2 separate regions of the Anser cygnoides genome follow, and region 1 is linked to region 2. Evidence: chromatin contacts called from public Hi-C data. All regions are on one chromosome and are shown on one strand. Each heading gives the region's core, a stretch centred on a gene start, on an enhancer-like site or on the middle of the called end of the contact. The rest is flanking DNA. Distances are from core to core; before and after follow the strand shown.

The links. A called contact is a pair of places that touch in the nucleus more often than the background predicts.
Region 1: a contact with region 2 is called in a Hi-C map of liver, with 1.9 times the contacts expected there. The contact joins the promoter of LOC136786633 here to the enhancer-like site in region 2. A contact is called at or near these places in 4 of 7 Hi-C or Micro-C datasets (fetal liver and liver).

The regions. Positions count from the first base shown.
Region 1 is chr19:2,877,720-2,885,025 of Taihu_goose_T2T_genome, reverse strand. It overlaps LOC136786633 (heparan sulfate glucosamine 3-O-sulfotransferase 3B1-like), which reads left to right and starts at 4,718. Exons shown (of 2, transcript XM_066979968.1): 1 at 4,718-5,304. The coding sequence starts at 4,889.
Region 2 is chr19:2,701,136-2,708,530 of Taihu_goose_T2T_genome, reverse strand. No RefSeq gene overlaps it. Among named protein-coding and RNA genes, the nearest start is that of PMP22, 130 kb to the right of the region's middle. Within about 2 kb of position 3,795, at least 2 of the 3 cell types and tissues checked have open chromatin away from gene starts, as enhancers often do. A contact at or near this core is called in fetal liver and liver, where this site is marked.

The sequences.
Region 1 (7,306 bases), core at 3,469-5,968, 180 kb before region 2:
ACAGCACTCCCGGGTTACTCGCTCCAAATACCTCATTTCCCCACCAACACGCACCTGATTAACATCATCAAATGTTGATGACTGTTCCCAGACAAAACAGGGAGGTGCTTCAGGCCACATCAGGACAACTGCATCCTGTCTGGAGTGGGACCAGGAGCCCCCTGGCTTGATTTCGGGTACCTGCTCCCATTTCTCTCCCCAGGCAGGACCAGCTGCTCCTGCAGTCCTTTGAAGAGCTGTGTGCGCCCTGTCGTGAACATAAAAGTCTTCCTACTTCAGAAAAAAAAAAAACGAAAGAGGACACAGCATTTCAGAACTGGCCTTTTCAGTGGCAGGAAAGTATCTTTTGCCAAAAGGACACACGGATTTTCTATCTGGGGAAAGGCAGAGCAAGAAGAAGCTCGGCGTTAGGGGCTGAGCGGTGATATGCTACTGCCATGATCCAAGGGCAGCAGCACGGAGCAAACCCAGCCGTGCTTTTCTCTTTGTGCCCCTGCCTTCCCGATGCTGCCCGCTTCCCGATGCAGCCCCAGTTGCTCTCACCAGCAGGGCAGGACCCCCGTGCTCCGGCCCAGCTGCTGCAGGTGGCACGTTAACAAACCGCAGGAGCTGGGAGCAGGCGCGCGAGCCCTGCTGGAGCCCTGCTCCAGGTGGGTCTGGCCACAGCCCCCGCTGCTTCCCCGCCTGCCCCTGCTCCCTGGGCAGCCCGGCAGCCTCAGTTCCTCTGCTCGGACGCCGTTTCTGATACCTTACCTGTTTGGCAGTCCTAGGAAGAAAACTGAAGGCCAACTGTAGAAGATACAGTTACAGTAAAACCTATCTTGGGGCTATTTTGCTTAAAAAGCCAATCCAGCTTTTACAAGCTACAGCTGACATATATTAAGAGCTTAAACCAAACTTTCTGTGACATTTGTTGATGTTAGCCTGGCTGGTGCTGGTAGACGTAAGGAACAAGAAGAATTACTCCATCCGAAGGGTTTTCCTCTTTTCCTGTGGCTGCAGGGAGCAACCTGTGCGTGGAAGCAGCAGGCTCTAGGTCTGTAGGAAGCGCTGGGCAGAGAGGTGAGTGCGTCTGGGTCCAGCAGAGCCAGCCTGTGCCACCTGCCGGCCCATTGCTACCCGCGGCTGCGACTCAGCCCTGGCCTGGACATCTCCTGTTTAATTCTGTTCCCAATTACCCGGCCGGGCCGGCTGGCAGAGCTTTACCAGTGCGCAGAGGAACTAGAAAACGATTCCTCCTGTGGCTGCCTCTCATCACTGCTTGCTTCACGTCACCCTCCGTACCCCAGCCAGCCCAGCAACGCCGTCTGTTTTAGCTCGCAGCAGAGGAGTGCTTTGAAATGCCTTGCTGTTTGGCTCTGGAGCTGAAGCACAGATCTCCCTGTGTGCTCCCAACGCCTGCTTCGCACACACCTGGTCCCAAGCAGGATGGTGCCCCTGGCACTGCTCCTGGTGGGTTTCGGGTGGCCCGAGCACTCTTAGCTCTGCTGTTAGCCCTCTGGGTAATTCCTGGAGAAGTCGCACACTTCTCAGGGTCTTATTTCCCCTCTTCAATCTGTCTGGTTTAATTGGTTCATAACTCTTTGTAGCAGGGATAATTTTAAAAGACGATTGCACAACACCCAGCATGATCAGAACAATCAGCTCTTGCACGGGGCTTTTCAAGAGCTGATGTGAAGCTGATATACGAAGGAGGAAAGCTGATATATGAAGGAGTTGGCATCACACTGTCACTTCTGACACACAAGAAGATCAAGGCCCACGGTGCGAATAAGATTTGCCTGTTGTTCTGCAACAGTTTGGTGCCAAAAGTTAAAAAAGGCAGAGGTTTCAGCAAAGCTTCGCTATTCCCTCAAAGCAACAGAGCTCTGAAATCAGACTCATTCAGTACAGTATTTTCTGTGTCTTTAATAACAACGTGGCAGAAAAGCTGCATTGAACAAGCACCGAAGCTGCCAGGCCACGTGCTTGTTGGATGAGTGTCACATTGGGCACATCCGTGGTGTGCGCAAAGCTCCCGCAGGCTCCTTGGAGAACACCAGCGTGACCTGGTCCTGGGATGGAGGCTCCCAGCGCTGCCGCAGTCGGCCCTGCCAGATGCTCGAATTCTGCTTTCACAGGCTGCTGCCTGGCCTCTGCTGCTCCCGGTACGCGGACGGTGAGAAATCTCACAGGGTGTTTGTGGAGAGGCAGGGACTTCATGAAATACAGTGCCACGGAAGGGTGGCTCATCAAAAAGCCAACACACGTCAACAGAATAGGCACATCTGTGGGAAACGATCACTGCAGAAACACATTCTTCTGCAAAAACACAGCTTTGTTTCTCACACATCCGAATGCTTTGGGGAGGAGGAGGAGGAGGCGATGGCAGAGATGTCCCCAGTGCCACCATGTGCCATCAGTGCCCAAGCCCCAGCTGGCAAGTCCCTGCAGCAGTGAGCGCCGGGGAGTGAGGAACATGGGGACGTGATTTAGTGATGGACTCGGCAGGTCAGGCTGGCGGTTGGACCTGACGCTCTTGAAGGTCTTTCCCAGCCTAGGTGGTTCTGGGGTTCTGTGAATCCCAGCCTGGCCGAGGGCCTGCGGGAGAACTGGAGCCCCCCGAGGAGGGACGAGCAGTCAGAGCTGTGCAGCTGCGAGCGCTCGGGGCCATGCCCCGCCGTGGGAAGGCCGGGCTGCGTCCTCCTCAGCCAGCCGAGACACTAAAGGAACCGAGGGAAATGTGGATTGACAGGTATAATCCCAAACTGCATTATCTTGTCTTATGGCTCTCTTTTGTGTCTGTACAGTAGAGAGACCTCTGAACCCACGTCTTCAGTCTAGCAATTAAACTTACTATTTTGTCATTAAATCTTGTTTAGGGATAAAGGCGACTGATTAACATTCTTGTGTGAAAGCCCCAGGGGACGGCCCAGGCACAGGGTATCTCGGCCAGGCTGCTGGAGCCAGGGTGCTCCCCGCGTGGGTCGGGGGCCTGGCGCGCCGGGACGGGGAGAAGTCTCATGCCCTGAGATCCCAGCCATGGTCTCTGAACTGAAATCCCCTTAAATCTCCTTTTCTTTGTAGTTTACAGCACTAGGTGAGGTGGAGACCACAGCTCCGTGGGAGCACATCACCCAGCCCTGAGACACAGCCACTGAGCAAAAACGTCACAAAGGGCTTCTGAGCTCGACGAGGAGCTGAAAAGCAGAAGTATGTTATTCTGATCAGTGTGCTGGATAGGATAATCCACAGCAGGCAGGATAATCCACAGTGGGCAGGATAATCCACAGGCGGGTCCCTCCGTGGTGCTGTTTCAGCCCGTGCCAGATTACCAGTGGGTGCCACCGGACTGGGGCAGGGCAGCAGGAAAGGGAGACCTTTTCCCCATCCACAGCAGGGCTTGGGGGCTCTGCTACTTGGGGTCTGCGTGGTCAGAGTGGAAGGAACAGCGCTCGGGAGGCTGAGGATCCCCCGCTGCAGGGCCGGAGACGTGGCGGAGGCAGGGTGCGGACCCCAGCACCCAAAGGGGCTTTTGTTCTGGGGCCTGGGAGCCGGCAGAGCGAGCTGAGGACAGGACCTGAGCATCACAGGTACAAAGCTTGCACGTGAAGCTGCTCCTCCTTCTGGAAAGGGGAGACTGTGGGTTTGGAGACCCCTGTAATACTCCCTCAGGCTGAGATGAGGGCACTGCCTCGGGGGACAAGGCGGCACGGAGGCACCGAGGTCTCTGTTGGTCTCCGTGCTGTACCCCAGCTGATACCTGCCGTCACTCACACCTCCTCTCGGCTTTTCTGTGGGAGCTCTCAGGAAAGCTGGGAAATGTGCAATTTCGGGGCAGGCGTTTCAGGTAGCACCTGTGTCGGAAAGGGCCTCGAGAGATCCAAAGCCCGAAACTGAATTTGGCCAGAGAGAAGGAATTCAGTGAATTCGGCTAGGAGCAAGGTGCTGGGGGAACCGGAATAAACCAGGGAGCCATGTGCGGAGCCGGGAGGCTCCGCGGCCCCGCTCGTGTGTGCGGTGCGAAGCTGCGGCCCCGGAGAAGCGGCGGGGCTCGGCAGCGCGGGGCCGGGCCGGGGTGCGGGAGCCGCTCCCCCGCAGCCCTGGGCTCTGTGCAGGCTCTCCCCGCGGCGCAGCAGCGCGGGGCGCTATCTGTGGATTCACGCACGTTGTCCCTGCGGCACGGCGGCCCGCGCCCTCCTCCCGCAGGGGCCGCGGGCGGTCGCGGTGCCGGTGCCGCTGCGGGCGCTGGGAAGGGCCCGCCGCGGGGTGACGCGGCGGGAGGGCTGCGCGCGAGCCCCGCTGGGACCCACGGCCGCGTCTGGCGTCCGCCGGGCGCTCCCCGGGTCCGGGACGGGGACGGGGGAAGGGAAGGGACCGGGACCGGGACCGGGACCGGGACCGGGACCGGCGGGGCCTCGCCCGTCGCGACAGCGTGTCGCCCTGCCGCCGCGCCGCCCTACCGCCCCGCTCCCCGTCCCCGCTCCGCACCCGCGGCCGCTCCTGAGGCAGCGCCGGGCGCGGCTCCCCTCAGCGCGCCGCAGCCAATCAGCGCCTCTCCTCCCCCCCTCTCCCTCCCCTCGCCCCGCCCCTTCCCTCTCATTGGCCGCTCCCTCCCGGCGGCCGGGCCGGAGAAGCGGCGGAGCTCGGCGCCGATTGGCCGCGCCCGCCGCCCGTCACCCGCCTCCCCTACCCCCCCCCGCCCCTCCGCCTTGGCTCCGCGCTGCCCGCGGCGGCGCCGCCGAGAGCGGGGCCGGGGCCGGGGCCGGGCGGGGGGCGCCGAGGGGGCGGGCGGCGGCCGCGGGGCCGCGCTGAGGCCGGGCCGGGCCGAGCCGAGCGGAGCCGAGCCGGGCGGCCCCGAGCGGAGCCGAGCCGCCCCAGCCATGCAGCCGTGCGCGGCCGCGGGCACATGGGGCAGCCCCTGAAGCGGCGCCTCGACGTGCCCGGCGCGGTGCCCTCGGTGCTGCGGCGGCGGCTGCTGCTGCTGGGCGCCATGCTCGGCCTCTGGCTCTGCCTCTTCTACTCGTGCGGCGGCTCCTGCGCCGGGCTGGCGGCCCCCGGGGGCTCCCCGGCTCCGCGGGGTCCGTCGGGGGGCGGCCCGCCCCCCCCGCCCCCCCCGGGGCTGCCCGAGGCCGCCCGCCCCATCTCCAGCCTCGCCGACGGCACCGGCAGCAAGCGGCTGCCGCAGGCCGTCATCATCGGCGTGAAGAAGGGGGGGACGCGGGCGCTGCTGGAGTTCCTGCGGGTGCACCCCGACGTGCGCGCCGTCGGCGCCGAGCCCCATTTCTTCGACCGCAACTACGAGCGGGGCCTCGCCTGGTACAGGTACGGCACGGCGCGGGGGGGGGGGCGGACGGGGCGCCCCCTCCTCTGCCCTTTTATTCCCTCCCCACGGCGATGTTCCGCCGCAGGCACCCCCCCCCCCCCACCACCTCCAAGAAAAAACCCCAAATCCGAAAAAAAAGACCCAAAGCCCGCTCTCGGCCCCGCGCCAGGCCCCGCTCTCCCCGTTACCCTCGGCGGCCGCCGCAGCGGTGCGGAGCATGTAGTGTTAAAATAATACACAAACGCTTTTCTTTTCTCCTTCCCCGCCGCTCATCTCGCTGAGCTCCCGGGGCTTTATTTTTTATGATCTTCGTTATTTATTTGCCGGCTCCTCGGCTTCCCGCACCCTCGGAGCGCGGCCGGGGCGGGACCCTCGGGGGGGGGCAGTTCATAGAGGGGACGGGAGAAGGGGCCGGGGGGGGCGGCCGGCGGCGTGCGGGGCGTTAAAAGCGTTATTAAAAGCGGAAAAAGCGCTAAAAAGAAAGCTCAAAAATCGCGGCACCGCTTCCCGCAGATGCCCCCGTGCGGGAGCCCGCAGGGTGCGGGGGGGAAGCGCAACCCCGACGGCAGCACCGTCCCGTATCCCCTGGGTGCCTCCGGGCTTTAATTCGGCTTTAATTCGGCTTTGATTCGGCCTCTGCCGGCTGTGCGCAGGGGGCAGCGACCCCAGCCTTGTGCCCGGGAGGCAGCCGAGCGGCGCTGAGCCCCGGTAGCGGGGAGGGGAGCTGCCACCCTGCGAGGTTTTGCGGCGGGTGTCGCACGGTGCCAGCCCTCGGCTCGTGGTCGAGGTTGGGGTCTGGCCGGGCAGGAGGCGTTTCTGGGAGCGCTTTCGTTTTAGGGAACTGTAGGATTTGGGTGGAGGGTGCGGCGGGTCGTCCCGGAGCAGCTGAGGGGAAATCTTGGTGCGTTTTGGTGAAAAAAAAATATATATTTCCCCGCAAAAATGTTTCTTTGGGGTTTTGAAAGGAGGGCTTGTATGTTGCAGAGCCGAGAAGCTGTCAGGATTTATTAGCGAAATGGTGTTGTAGGTGTTGAACTCTGTTTTTAATTAGGCACCTAAATTAGACCGTAAAATGGTTGATTAATCTTTTACAAGAAGGAGGTGGAAGGGGAGAAGGAGGGAATAATGCTTATGGTCGCATCGATCTGTTACCCCAGGCGCAGCGGCCGCCAGTCCCGGTTCGGAGGACACCCCTCGCGCTTACGTTCGGAGAAGCTGCCACCGAAGTTGCCCTTAACTTCTTAAACCGCTTCTCGGGCTGAGCTGCCCCGACTGGAGCAGCACGGGCCCTGATTCCCCAGCCCCAGGGCTGAGCAGAGGCTCTGCGGGGGGCTGCTCTCCCCAGAACCTGCCCGCTCTTCAGGTCCGAGCCCCCGGTGCCCACCCGGCAGCGCCGTCCGCCTGCCTGCGGCACCGGGATCGGGGAGCGAGGGAGGCTGAATAAACGCCTCAGTGCCCGACACACGGGGGGAGGAATTTGCCCAAATCAATGGACGAGTGCTTGCGTTATTTCTAGCTTGGCTACGAGTTAGACGCAGGAGTTTGTTTCTCTGAATTTCAGCGTTAGAAATCGGGTGCTGCCTAGCCCCAAACTCCTCCTGACTCCAGTGAATCGGCTTCTCAGCGCTCCTCGAGAGCACGCCGATTTCCACGAGCCCCAGCGAGGCTTTTATTTATTATCTTAATGTCAAAACGGAGAAGCGTTTGTGTTTGCTTGTTAATGGCCCAATAAAATCCGATAAAAAAATGCTGTAAAATATCCGCCGTGCCAGTAGCCGTGCACCGAGCTGGGCGAGCCTCGTCCCCGTTTTTCAGATGCTTTTGCACAAATTGGCTCGGCTGAACTTTGGACCTGGGGCAGCGTGAGTGCCCGGTTGTTGCAGTTTAACCCCATTGCCTGGCTTTGAAAAGACGAAGATGCAAGTTTTGACCCACGCCTCGTGGAAAGGAGGTTTTATTCCACGGGCTTCTGGCTAAATCTGGTCAGATCTGCTAGGAGGC
Region 2 (7,395 bases), core at 2,546-5,045:
CTTCCATGCTACCTGCTTGAAAAAAGGACCGCCGTTCCTGCATCAGGTCCCCAGATGCTACCGCAGTACTACCACCAACCCCACCAGATGTAACATGAAGGATCAATATCCTTCTGTTTTAAAGCATACGCTTTGACTGCATGGAGTGGAGGCAGAGGAGCCAAACGCTCTGGGTTAGGCACAACCACGTACCAGCAGTGTCACCATCCAGCTACCCCGCAAGGGAGACACCTGGAGGCAGAGGCTCTTTGCCAGCCAAGGGAGCAGTGAGAGCTCTGAGAAGAATTTCTGACCAAGGTGCGAGGATTTGGGATGCATTCACATCGGAGGTGTTTAGTTAAATACAGCTTCAAACCCCTTTTCAGGGACTCTTGCTGGATTTTACTGACAGCTCTCCTCTTCCTGCCCTGCCGCAGACTGTCTATAAACAAAATAAGTTCATCAAATGTGGGCTGCTGCTTGGAGACTGGAGGAGAGGAAACATACCCCTCAGCCCTGCCAATGACTGGAAATAGCCCCGTGTAAACTTAATTGTTATGCATTGCGAATAACAACGTACCCTGGTTATTACAATCACCGTCCATCAGTTCCCGATCCACTCAAACGCCATGGCTGGTGAAATCCATTTTATGATGCAAATGTAGCCAATCAATACAGGGATTTTGTTTGATCAGAGGCTTTTTTTTTTTTCAAAAAAAAAAAAAAAAAAACAACTTATTTTGCACATCCAGCTCCTCAGCTGGAATAATACATCCCCGTAACTCCACCCAGGCGGGCGAGGCTCATTTACACTAGGTGAAAGTCTAGCTAAAATAAAAAGGGGAGAGAGAAACTCCCTGTGCAGCGAGAGCAGGACACGTTTCACGAGGAGGGCGGTTAAAGGAGAATTAAGCATAAAACCTAAAGGGGAGACAGCAACGAATTTTGGGGCTGTGTACGTACATGCTTAGGGATAAGAAAGAAAAGTCTATACATTTATACCACAAAAGATTTCACTGGACAACATGGTCTAGCAGGAGCTTTAAAGGGGAAAAGCAGTTCACAGACTCTTCTGAATGCATCTCCAGTAGCCGGGTTGTTAAGACATTCAGGGCTGTTAGTGTGTACTGTCAGGCCATTGTAACCAAACCTTTAATCCTGGGCCTGTCAGACTTGAAGGAAAACTAAGGGGCTGACAGTACTGCAGCAAATAGATTTTCCTTCTCTGCTCTCATCGCCTCCCCCCCTTCCCTCCATTTAAAGTTAGAATAACACTGAGTCTATTCCTTTCAGGGCTTGCAAAACAACTAGAAAAAAAATAAAAGTGGAAAAAAATAAAAAGGAAAATCTAGCCTAGATGGACTATCTTCCCTCTCCAAATCCCAGTCCCCAAACTGGGAGCACTCAGCATAGGCTGGTCAGACCCAGGCTGAGTGTTCTTCCTCCCTGGCTCTGGTTATAAAGTGCTCATGAGTTTATTTTTATTTTTGGACTTCTCTATACAAGGGGAGACACAACAAGCTGCATAGCAAAATTCAGGCAGAATTGCAAAGTCTTGCTTTTTTTTTTTTGGGTCTTTGGTTTTGGACCTAATCCACGTGGGACATGAGTTGACAATATGTGATGTAGGCAAACATTGTTCCTGCATTTCTACCTAGGTCTACAGTGCCCAAGCATCCCTTACAGCCTTACTTCATGAGAGCTTGGTCCAGGATTTCAATGCAGTGATGTGCAACGTTGACCCCTCAGACTCCAGGCACACATTAAAAGACTGTTCTCTTATTTGTTGCCCAGAAGCTCCACAGTTTTGAGGGCAGGGCTGGACAGCCTTTCTTACAGGAAGACCAGTTAAGGCATTAAATTCCAGTCATCAGGGTCCTGCACCTCTAGCCACTGTCTAGTTTGGGTTTCTGCTGCTGGGTCATCGTCTACTCACGACAAAATATCGAACAATGACTTAGGCAGCAGGTTTATGCAAAAAAGTGACTGCGTTGTTCAAGTGTTGATACCTCTGTATATCAAGATACCAAGAGGATTAGGATCAGTGGTAAACAACTGAGACAGAGCTGGACCTCAAGGTGGGTGGAAATTGATATGCATCGCCTGTAGCTGTTTACTAACCTCTGTTTGAAAACAAACAACCAACCAAACACTTCTGTATAAATAAACCAGGACATTACCTGGGTGCTGCTGAGTGGGTGCAGTTTTCCTATATCTTTATCCTAGATGCCTCATAATCACTGCTCAGTCCATTCTCTCAGTCTTTCCCTCCAATTCTTTAAACTTACATATAAAAAAAAAAAATCACAGTTAAAATCCAGTCCACCTGTTGCAAATGCCTGCAGGAATTCTGCTGTGTGGCGTATCATGCGATCTAGACCAGATCCAGATCAGAACCCAGAAATAAAAGTGCATTGCCAGAACTTCCCCTGAAAAAGGAAGTTTTCACACCCTTCTGGCAGGACGTCTCTAAACTTGGGGTTAATTAGAGACCCGATTTTTTTTTTTTTTTGGGCCAGCACTTAACAGGAGATGAAAAGAAACAGGTAACAGTTTCTTTAGTTATGCATCAGGGCCCTCTCCTTTGTTAGCACCCACGGCTCAGCAGCCAGGAGGTCTGCTGGAGGGGGGTGACTCCGTGTCCTGTCCTGCACCATGGACGGATGGGCCAGGCCTAGGAGGCCTAACTGAAGGAAGGGAGCTCGTCTCCAGGATTGACAGCCTTCCTGGAAAAGGGATTAAATCAGCATTTAATAATGTTATTTGCTAGTTGTACCAGTAACGGATGGGGTCCTCGCCCACCTCCCCCCTGCAGGTCAGAACAAGGCAGGTCTGCGCCCTGCACCTGGCCCAGGCTGTCCATCCAGGACCTCTTGCTAGCTGTCAATTGATCTAAGAAGGCAAAACACAGCACTGAGAATATTATTAAATGGAAATGAGCTAAAACAAAAGCAGCAAAATCAATTTGGGAACTCACTTCACGTTTCTCGGGAAAGAGATACTCCCAGAATCAGGTTAAGCAAAGCCCTACTGAGCTGCTGATTGATTTCTTAATAAGCCTTAAAAAAAATCACAGGAAGAAAAAGAGAGAAAAGAACAGATTCCAGACAGAAATGGTCATGCAGTTTCCTTGTACACACACAGAAACAGTCAGAGAGCCTCCGGAGAGCAGCGGCGCAGCAGACAGAAACACATTTGTTCCAACGGTGGTGAAAGGGGCTCGCGATCTGGGAGGGCAGAAAAGGCCAAGAAGAAAGTTTCGTGGAGCAGCACCTCAGGAACCTGCTCCAAAGCATCCACCTCCTGCTGCTGCAAGAGTTAAGGATGCATAAGTCATCCATAATAACCAGCGTGAGTTATTTTATGTTTAATTATTTGCACTGCAGCTGTGCCATTGCAATTGGACTTTGAAACCCAGCAGGTAAGGTCTGTGCAGGAGCAAACATACAGAGACATCTGATGGGCCAGCCCCTTATCCTCCCAAATTAGCTAACTGCTCCAGCAGCACACAGCCACAGCCATGTGAAAGCCAGGGCTGGCTTTCACCCCTAGAGAAGCCCTCTGCTCAATGCAGTAGTATTGTGACACCACCAAAAGCACCCAGCACAGCCCTGAGTTCAGTCGCAGCCCTTTGGCAGCCTGCGGGGACGTTGACACCTCCGCCCTTGGTGTCACAGGTCAGGAGCATGTTACAGAGGTACCCGAGGGGAAGCTGTGCCCACGCCACAGCCCCTCTGTCCTCTGCAACACAACACAGCTCCTGGACTCGGCCCTGAGCGCTCGCACCACCCAGCAGGTATTGCTGGTTCACTTCCACATCCCTCCTGGGAGGCAGGTACAGCCCAAATTATGATACACATCTTGTGGTGCGCAGTGGGGACACTTCAGAAACGTCAGAACTGGGAGTGTCCCGAGCCCTCCTCCCAGGGCAGGCTCACTTGTATGAAATATGAAATAGAAGTGCTTTATGCCTGCATAAAGAGAAATACAAACCAGCTATGTCATGCTTTAACTAAATCCACATGAGGTATTGAACTTATACAGATTTTCCAGGAAAAAAAAATAAGCACACACAAAAAAATAACAAAAAGTAAAGAAAAAAGAAAAAGAGAGAGAGAAAAAAATCATGTTCTGCTTTAAATGGCTGAACTGTTAAAACATCTCTAGGCTAACAAACAGGGCAGAGGTGATGGGAAGAATGAATCCCTACCCATCAAAGCTGAGGGGCTGAGACCCTGCTGCATGGACTCAGGAGTCCCGTCCCATAGGGCCGGGGGTGATGGGAGGCCATGGACGCACCATTATTGATGGTGTAGCCTCGAAGAGCCAGTGCCAGCCCAAGGGGACACGCCAGGGCCCTGCCTTGCAGACCAGCACCTCAGTACCGTGGGTGCAACCCCGGAAGGAAAACCCTGCTAATGCTGCAGCACGCTGCCTCAAAGAGAGCCCGCATCTGGGATGGGAAAGTAGACGAGCTGAAGTTGTGCTCCCAGAGGGGAAAGCATGGTAATCTCAGTGGCCAGGAAGGCTTCCATCTAAAATCTAAACTTTGAAAAGGAAGTCCGATAGACTTTGCCCCTATGGTGTATATATATGCCCCCGATGAAGCAGCGCTGGCCTTGCTGTTTCCCACCCACTAGCACAGTAAATCAACACCAATTTCAGTGTTTCCCTGGACACTGCAGGCTGCAAACCACAGCGGCCGAGGGTGTTTGTCGCAAACAGCCTGCCAGCCCCGACACGGCGAGCAGCGACCTCTGAGAGGGGAGCCGGGGCCATGGGAAACATCCCCAACCCCAAGCAGCTCCCAGCGCACGCCTGCCTCCGAAAATGGCCGGGACCGGGCATGGGGGAAGGGAGAGAGAACCTCTATTTCCTTGTTAAGTAGCACTCTTTTCTCTCTTTTTCTAATCTACGGAAAAATAGGAATGCAGAGGAGAGCGGAGAGAAGCCTTTCTTCGCAGCGGGGGATGCTGCCTGGTGCTGGCTCTGCTGGGATGCTGCAAGCCCGGAGCTTCTCAGGGTGTTTGCAAAAGGGGAGTCAAACCACGGGCTGGAGGAGAGGCAGGGAGACCGGGACGAGCATCTTAAGGTTTAAAATGCAAATTCCTCCACTTTCTTTTAGGTGGAGGGGTCAAGGTTTGCCTATTCCTTCCTCTCCCCCTCTCCCCGCTCCTTCCCCGAGTTTTGTTTCGGGAGGGACTGTGGATGCGACAAGGTCTTTGTGCTGGCCATTCAGCTGAATGAAAAGGCCGAGGAGTCCCAGCGGAGGGAACAAACTTTTGGGGGTCAGCGCGGTCAGCTTAGAATAAATGTGTCGTATTGTTTGTATTAAGGACATGATCTCAGCGGGGTGCCCGGAGCCACCGCATACAACATGAAGGACTATTTATTCAACACTGAAATACGCAGGGCACAGGACTCCTCTCCCAGGGAAAATACGAACTGCTGCTGCAAACGTGTCTGTCTGTTCCTAGCAGCAAGATTTGCTGGAGGGGAGAGTAAAACCTTTTTTTTTTTTAATCTTTAATATGTATCATAAATAAGGACGGGTGCTGAGCTCTCTTGGCAAAGAATAATCACAGACAGAAAGCGACGGCGGCAGCAGCACTGCAAAGTGCCTTTTTATTGTCCCTTTTCTCCAAAAGATGGACAGTTCAGGTCATTAAAGGCCTAAGATAGAAACAGTTTCTCTTAACGCTGTTTGAAAACAGGCTTTTGTTTCCATGGAAGTGGCACCGGCCTTTCTCGGGCTGCCGGCACCGCAGAAGTGGCCCACAGCCCCGGGGTGGGAGCGGGGACGGCAGCTCGGGGCGCCCGCTGCCCCCCGACGAGCCCACGTGAAATCCAAGTGGAAAAGCAGCACAAAGGGGCCGGGGGGGGCTTGACAGCTCGCCGTGTCCCCCCGGGAGGGCTCCACAAACGGGGCCCCCAAAGGAGGCGGCCAGCTGGGGCGGGGAGGCCGTCCTTCCCAACCTTTCAGGAACAAAACCCTCATAAAGGGACTTCGGAGACGCCCCTGGCTGTTAAATGATCCCCCCCTCCCCTTCCTCGCTGATTCATACAGAGGAGCGTGCGTGCCCCCAGAAAGCATCTTTTCTTCTGGCTGACACAGCTCCTTTCTTTGCAGAGGTGTGCATGGGGCACTTGGTTAGGTTGCTCGTCAGGAGCGTGATTAAGTTGCACAGGAACAGAGGAACATCTCTTGGGATGATCTCAGCCAACGTGGCTTCAACACAGCCAGCCTATCACAGTGCGTGGGGTCTAGGAAGACCAGCCACCTACAGCTCCCAGAATAAGCACGGCAGATCTTAAGGTAACCCCACGAACTGCATCACAAACGGTAACTTCAGCCCAGCCTCAATGGGAAAATAGTGACAATAAAAATGAGGGGGGGAATGAGAAGAAGAAAGGAGGTTTCTTATCCTGTGAGACCACTCCACTAGGCCATACATGCACAGACGTTCGGGTATGTAAGTTTGATGCTCATTCTGCCGACTCTGAACCTGCCCATGGACATCAGCAGCTTCGTGGTGGGGTTCTGCCCAGAGCTAAGGCACTCCTTGACTCTCCCTCTGCCCTTGCAAACCTGATCTCCAAAAAAATATTATCATGCCTTTAAAAGAGCAATGTTACGGTATAAACACATCAGCTACATATAAAAAACCAAACAAGAAAGCAGCAGCCTCCAGGGAGAAGAGGGTGCCAGGACCTCTCAACCCTGCTCTGTCGGCAAAGGCTTCGGGGCTGGGCTGTGCGGGCCCCTGGGCTGGCCACCACCAAGCCAAGGGCATCTACCATTCTGTGCCACTGGGGCACGGTGAATGCAACCGAAACCCAGTGCACCACTTTGAGGTGAAGACCCGAAATCTGAGAGCAGGTGGCAACCCCCCCTGGGTTTGCACAGCGCTGCCACAAACCTCCGCTTAGGGACCTGGGATCCTGGCACCGCTCCCTTGGAAGCCCCCACCATGGGACACCTTGACCCCCCCTCCCCATGTGCCGGGTGCCCCCTTCCTTTTTGCCCCCCCTGTCGCCTTTTGTGCCCAAGTGACACAGACTGATGAGGATTATTTCCCCTGCTTCCTCAGGGACAGGGGGGTTCCCCGCTGCCCTTGTGCGGGGACAATAGAGCCATTGAGCATCCTCCCGAGGCGAGGGGCGCGGGCATACCTGGCCCCCGATGTGGGAATGGCCACTGCCCCTGACAGCCATTAGCATCTGAATGAGAGTGATGCCTGCGGAACAACAGGCAATTATCCCCCTGAAAAGCTTTTAAGTGGCATTAATTGCTGCCCGCAGACTCCGCGCTCTCTCAGAATGAGCCGTGTTGACAAACAGAATAAAATATACTGGAATTCCTGCAGGGAAAAAATTTTGAGGATTGTGCCTCGGCTGAGGGCAAGCTCCACTTTC